Linked DNA regions of Zea mays: region 1 is linked to region 2. A link is a contact called in public Hi-C data. All regions are on one chromosome and are shown on one strand. The core of a region is the stretch at or near the end of the contact, and the rest is flanking DNA. Distances in the headings are between cores, read along the strand shown.

Region 1 (3,329 bases), core at 22-2,521, 160 kb after region 2:
TGAAGCAAGAAAAAACAGAGGAGAAAAACAAAAATATCTAGATAGCAATAAACAAAAAAATATCTATTTACAGCTAGCTTCACTAGATCGATATACAACCACAATTAGCAAGGTGCTAGAACCAATTTCATGTCAAAATAGATAGTGTCACAATCACGTTTAGGTTAGTTGGAGACTCACCAGACGATATGCTGTGAGGCGGAGGGGCTCAAGACGGTATATGTTGTGAGGCACCAGGTCTCAAGAATAGAATGTTGGAAGTGCTACTGCTCTAGCTCGTGGCTACCGTGGGTCGAGGTGCATAAGGCTGACAGGACAGCGGTTGGGAACACATGCGAGCGAGGATCGCGGGCGCGATAAGGTTGGCGAATGCATCGAACGCGGGCTGACGAGGGTGGAGGGCGCGATAAGGCTGTTGGTTGAGCGCAAAATGCGTAGACAGCAAGCGGGCGAGGATGGTGGTTGCGACATGCACTGACGGACACAGTTGGAGCAGACGCGGCAAGAACGGAGCATAGCGTGGATTTCGGGAGACCACGGTTGGAGCTCCCGCGAGCGAGGATGGCGGCCATGGTTGGAACGCCCGCGGTTATGGGTGAGTTCATGGCGAGTGGAGGGGTTGCGAGACTTTCGGGGCGCTAGGGCCAGTTGCAAGCTCCGCGGTAATGGAGGTGTGGTGAAGGCGGCGTTGGGAGGGAGGTCGCGGGGAGGTGACGGGCAGAGCAGGGAAGTGGGGAGGGAGGTTGCGAGGAGATTTGGACGAGCGGAGGCGTGGTGGAGGCGGCGTGGGGAGGGAGGGCGCAGGGAGGCGGTGTGGGGATGGAGGTTGGGGACGAAGATGTATGGGCCCATAGGGAGGTGGGACAGAGAAGTATGTAGGACAGCGTGTTGATTCGTAGAATTTTAGAGAGATATTTGTAAAAAATAATGCAGGACGATGTTAAAGCTGGTGTTTTAATATAGTAGAAAAGAGATAAAGATATAGATTACACTATAATTCACTTCAATACATATGAATTGAAGTGAATAACAAGACCTTACTAGTCCCATATAGAGAGGTTGGGCGGCTGTTGGACTGGGGGGTGTTTGGAATTACTCTATCTCCAGAGCTGCAAAGCAGTCCACCAGATCGGTCCGCCGACGCCAGTGAGACGGGGGCCCAGCTCAACACGCGGGAGAAGGAAAACCGTGCGCTTTCCAGCCCACAGCCCACTAAATCCCTGGTCAGCCCAGGCGGACGCCACCTAGCGGCCAGACGCGCGCCACTTCGTCACGGCCCAAAGACCAGCCGCCGCCGGCAGAACCCCACGCCGCTCAATCCAGCCTCCGCCTCGCCGCCGCCGCCGCCTGTGCTGCTCCGGGCGCGCCGCGTCCATCAGCCATGCTCGCCCTCGCCCGCGCGCTCCGGAGCCTTGGCCAGGCGGGGGCCAGGCGGGAGGGCCCCCTCCTCGCCTGGCTCTCTTCCTTGAGGTCGGCCGCCTTCTCCTCCTCATCCGCGCCGCCGGAGTACGACATGCCGTCGGTGACATGGGGCGTAATACAGGGGCGCAAGGAGCGTCTCGTCTCGCGCGTGTTGGCGCTCGACTTCCTCCGCTCCGCGGGCGTCTCCGACCCCGCCGGGGAGCTCGAGGCGGTCGAGCTCCCCTCGTCCCTCGAGGTGCTCCAGGAGCGCCTCGACTTCCTCCTCCGCCTCGGCCTCTCCACCGACGACCTCTCCAACTACCCGCTATTACTGGCCTGCTCCCTCAGGAAGAACGTCATCCCCGTCCTCTCCTACCTCGAGAAGCTCGGCGTCACGCGCGCCCGCCTGGCCGCCTTTGTCCGCGCCTACCCGGCCTGCCTCCACGCCTCTGTCGCCGTCGACCTCGCTCCCATGGTCAAGGCGCTCCGTGGCCTGGACGTCGACCGCCAGGACCTCCCCCGCGTCCTCGAGCGGTACCCCGACGTCCTGGGACTCAAGCCCGACGGCACAATCAGCACCTCCGTCGCCTACCTTGTCGGCATCGTCGGCGTGGCGCCACGAGACATCGGTCCCATGGTAACGCACTTCCCTTTCTTCCTTGGCATGAGGGTTGGCACTACCATCAAGCCGTTCTGCGACTACATCACCTCCCTCGGGCTGCCCATGCGGATCCTGGCGAGGATCCTAGAGAAGCGACCTTACATTCTCGGCTATGATCTTGAGGAAACGGTCAAACCAAACGTGGAGGCATTGCTCAGCTTTGGCATTCAGAAGGAGGCCCTGCCGTTGGTGATTGCACAGTACCCATCTATACTCGGGCTGCCACTGAAAGCGAAGCTAGCGGCACAACAGTACTTCTTCACCTTGAAGCTCCAGATCGACCCAGATGGGTTCGCACGTGTGATTGAGAAGTTGCCACAGCTTGTAAGCTTAAATCAGAATGTGATCTTGAAGCCTGTGGAGTTCCTCCGTGGACGAGGGATCTCCAATGAGGATGTTGCTCGGATGGTGGTCCGCTGTCCTCAGATTCTACTGCTGCGGATCGAGCTCATGAAGAACAGTTTGTACTTCTTCAAGAGTGAGATGAAGAGACCAATGAGTGAATTGTTAGAATACCCAGAATATTTTACTTACAGCTTGGAGTCAAGAATCAAGCCTAGGTATATGAGAGTTACAAGTCGGGGGATTAAGTGTAGCTTGGATTGGTTCTTGAACTGCAGTGATATGAGGTTTGAGGACAGGATGCAAGGGGATTTTATAGAAGGGGATGCACCAGGTCCTTCGTTTACGATGGGTGGGAAGCTTCAGATGCCAGGCAGCCAGCTAGTGTCAGATGATGACGAGGATACTGATGATGAGGTGCTATATAGGAGGACGGTCATGATCTAGTGAGTGTAATTTGTTTCTTGTTGGTTTTCTTCGAATTAGGCCTTAGCCACAGTAGTTTTTGTGATGATTCATGGAATTACAAAATTTGCACATTTTTTATTACAGATTTGGTGGAAGATAATCCCAATGGTCTTTCATGACATGTTTCCCTGCAGTATCATATAAACAAGTAAGTACTGGTTTAGTAATTTGCTTTTTTTCTTGAACATGTCAAAGGATATCTATTCTAGTTCTGAACTTCTGATAGTTAGGGCTTGTTTGTTTTAGTTCTGGATTCTTAAAAGCTAATTATAGGTTGTAGGGTATAAAGGGTCGGACCCTTAAAAGCTGTAAGCCGAATGATGTAGCTTGTGGATTGTGGTGTAGAAAGGAGTTTGATTGAACCCATTTGTTTTAGCTTTAGCGTTTGAAACCAGAATCCACAAACCAAAGCTAAAACAATCAGGCCCTTACAGCAGGAGAAATTTACAGGCAAACT
Region 2 (3,536 bases), core at 665-3,164:
GGGAAGCTTCTCAGCATCAACAAAGGTATGGGGCAATAACTTGAATATCTCCTGCGCACCCTGAGAGACTGTCACGTTGAAGTTATATATGCCGCCAAGTGTAAGATTTTTTAGATAAAACAACATCACTAAGGTAGCAAAAATTGAGACATAGTACCCTACGGTCTAGTTTTTTATTTTCTTTAGAAAGCATGTATATCTATATAACTTTTTGGTCAATGTAATGCTATCAATATCGCCCTAGTGCCAGCAGGCTTAAGATATTTAGTTTCACAAATCATATTTAACCACACTAATTCAAGGAGATGTCAATAAGGTAATGTCATTTTGACCTTTGAAAGGAAAGAGTAAGATGTATTTTCTTTAAGCTTGCACTAAAATGACAGGCACATACACCAGAAAAATTCTGTAAACGACATAGTATTTGTACAATGGCCCAAAAATAGATATAGAAAACAGTGATCATAACATCACATGCGCAGTAGAAGAAATATTTTATGCACTGGAACCATTAACTCATCAAGATTATGAGATGACCCAGTGTTAAAGCACTCAACTGCTAAAGGGGCAAAGAGCGCAATGCCCCAAATAGATGCATCATATGTCAAAAACACATGGTAGGACAGTAGCCATATAAGGGGTTTCCTATTATAAAAATCAAATGGAAATATGTTGACAGCACAATTACCGTTTCCAACTCCAGTGAACACAAACACTATCGGACAAATTCCGGATGGAAGTCCAAATGTTGCTATCTCTTCTGCAACGACAATGACTGCAGCCTTGGCTGCAGCGAGCGAAGGATACATATGAGATTGTCCCAGAGAGAGAAATGGAGTCGAGTATCCAAGGCTCAAATATCCTGAAATTGTCAGGGAAAACCTTAAGCTGCTTGAGTGACATACAACACCAAACAGGCACATCACAAGTCATAGGTTGTACTATGAATCAGCAGTTGAATTCATTTTAAATCATTGTAAACAATTAATCATAAGTTGCAGTGAGCAAATTAACTAGTTCCTGCAACAAACTCAGATGGAAAATCCAAGTACCAAAGGCATAATATTATCAAGTCACTGCACGAGTTATTTATTAGTGTTGGTCATCATACTTACGCTGTCCGAGACCATGTAAGAAATCTATCAGTCCAGCTCTACCAGCAAATTTCCCAAATGCTAGTGATCTTTTCCCATCATCTCCAACAATTAGCTCATAATCAAACAAGGACACCCTTTCTTCAAGGATCTGAGGACATTAGTCAATGATTTAATATCCTACATGAATGACAATGGCAGTTGACGACTGAAATGATGAAGGTACGAGCTTATGTTTAATACCTTGTCTAACAGTGGCATATTCTCTTTTTGGGCTTTGTGTGTGTGTGAAAAGAAAGCGTACGCTCTATCTGAAAGAATCATCTGCAGCTGCCCAAGTGAAGACACCTCCAAGCGTTTCAGAACCATGGTGATATCTGATATTGGTATAGAGCACTGTCCAATAGAGTATCTAACTTAATGAGAAATATGACCTTGGGTTGTTTGATGCCTATGATAAGGCCGCATTCTGACAGGTCTTCTGAAATCTCGCATCCTGCATCCTCATACTGAGCGTCATGATGGATCCTCCTTGTGCTTGGCTGCACAATAATCCGGTTTACTCGAGGTCCGTTCTTGCCTCCTCCTAGCAGAAGGCGGGCACAATGGGAAGGAGTTAACGGCGCCCTTCTTTCCCACATATTACAAGTCTCAGCAAGAATCCCAACAACTCCATTGCCCAGCAAGGTGTCATTGCCCTGCGAGTGGAAATTGAATCAACATAATTAACCGTCACATTAAAGAACAAGGTTATCAAACACCGCACGGTTTGCAACAACAAAAGGGGTCAGATTACACACCTCAGTAGCAGCAGAACCCATACCTGAGTCCAAGTAAGGCGCCTAGATCACGGACATGAAATCCACAACCTCCTGAAAATGAAGTGAGTTTACACAGTCAGGCCGTTAGAAAGTGTCAAAATTAATACAGTGAGATGTTGTCAGGGGACGGAATACAGTTCAAAGACGGCATGGCAATCTGGTGCTACGAGCTACGATAACAAATTACTAGTTGAAATTCGCCCATTTTACTGAATCTGAATATAGTCGCCAGGCGCTGGCGGGCAAAGAAACAAAAGAGAAAGCTAGTAGTCCAACCAGGTAGCTGTCGGAAAGGTAGCTGTCGGACAGAGTACACCATCCCAGTGTCAGCCACTGAATGAACCAGTCCAAACTCCAAAGCAACGGAAGGTTCCAAATCAAGATTACTACCCGACAAAGAGACGATAGTAGTGTAGCATGTGACTTCACTACTAGTGTAAGATGATTGAAGAACATGTCCGCTTCCTTTTCTCCTGTACTATGAACTGGTCTTCGCACGGCTTGAACGGCGCAACGATCACTCTCAGTAGTAGCCAGAAGCTGAACCACGTAGGCAAGCTAAGTCACGGATGCATCACGCTCACACTGTCCGTTCCGTCCCTAGTCTCCACCTCGTCACGGTCTGCCTGCCGCTATCTCGGCCACGCATAAGTTCGTCCGGACAAGAGCCTGTATCATCAGGCATCAGCACAGCCGCACAGGCTTTGTCACGTCCCTCCCTATCCTCTGGAGCAAATGCACGTGTACGGTCAACGGTGGCGTCGCCGACGGCCCCTAACGCCCACCGCTTCCAGCCCAACGCCCCACCGACGGACCGCGCCCGGCCCCCGGCCCCCGGCGTCCCCAAATTAACCGCACTGATCGACGGACTTCGCCGTTGGACCCGCAAATTAATTAACCCGAACCCCCGGGAAAACCCGCCACGAATCGATCCCCCGCGCAGGGAGGCCGCGTACACCCGTCGGCCCCGTGCCCGTGCGACGCGATACTCCAAAGCAAGCTAGGTAGATTAACTGGCGATGCCGGCCATATTCGGGACGCCGGTCGGAGAGGAAGCAGGAGGTGGCGCGGTGCCGTACCTGGCAGCTCGATCGGCGTAGAGCGCGCTGGAGTGGAGATGGCGCACGGGCGCCGGCGGAGGCGGCGAACGAGTGAGGTGGCGCGGGGAGGGAGACGGAAACGGAGACGGACGAGGCCTCTGCGCTGGCGGAGTTTATCTGGAGGGAGGTCAGCTTAAAATAGAGAGGCGCCCAGTCGCCCAGGAACTCTGCTCGATTTCGATTTGGACACGCTATCCGCACCCTTCCTTTTTGGACGGTTCCAGCCTTTCGGGGAGAGGAGTCAGCTCTCAGCTGGCCTGGGCTCCGACGAGGACGATGGATGGCGACGCCGACGTGGTGGTGACGGCCCTGCTGGTGGAGTGAGCTGTCTCGGAAGCGCACGGCACGACACGACACGATGGGGATGGGAAGAAGAGCCAAAGAGGGAACTGCACTCTGAGCCGGACTGCCGGAGCCGGAGGCAAGGAGCCAAGGACCGCGTGGGGCGTGGGCGAGGGGACGAAATCGAGTACGGCCGTGGCGACGTGGCACGACGACGCATTGCACTCCATTTTTGCCGA

The links. A called contact is a pair of places that touch in the nucleus more often than the background predicts.
Region 1: a contact with region 2 is called in a Hi-C map of endosperm, with 2.6 times the contacts expected there. The contact joins the promoter of LOC100279410 here to the promoter of LOC541648 in region 2. A contact is called at or near these places in 6 of 25 Hi-C or Micro-C datasets (ear, endosperm, leaf and 1 more).

What each region holds. Positions count from the first base shown.
Region 1 is chr4:180,975,501-180,978,829 of Zm-B73-REFERENCE-NAM-5.0, forward strand. It overlaps LOC100279410, which reads left to right and starts at 1,272. Exons shown (of 2, transcript NM_001152422.1): 1 at 1,272-2,850; 2 at 2,957-3,329. The coding sequence starts at 1,382. The coding sequence ends at 2,957.
Region 2 is chr4:180,812,900-180,816,435 of Zm-B73-REFERENCE-NAM-5.0, forward strand. It overlaps LOC541648 (lysine-ketoglutarate reductase/saccharopine dehydrogenase 1), which reads right to left and starts at 1,915. Exons shown (of 25, transcript NM_001111403.1): 1 at 1,895-1,915; 2 at 1,529-1,792; 3 at 1,338-1,424; 4 at 1,116-1,245; 5 at 689-862; 6 at 1-68. The coding sequence starts at 1,915.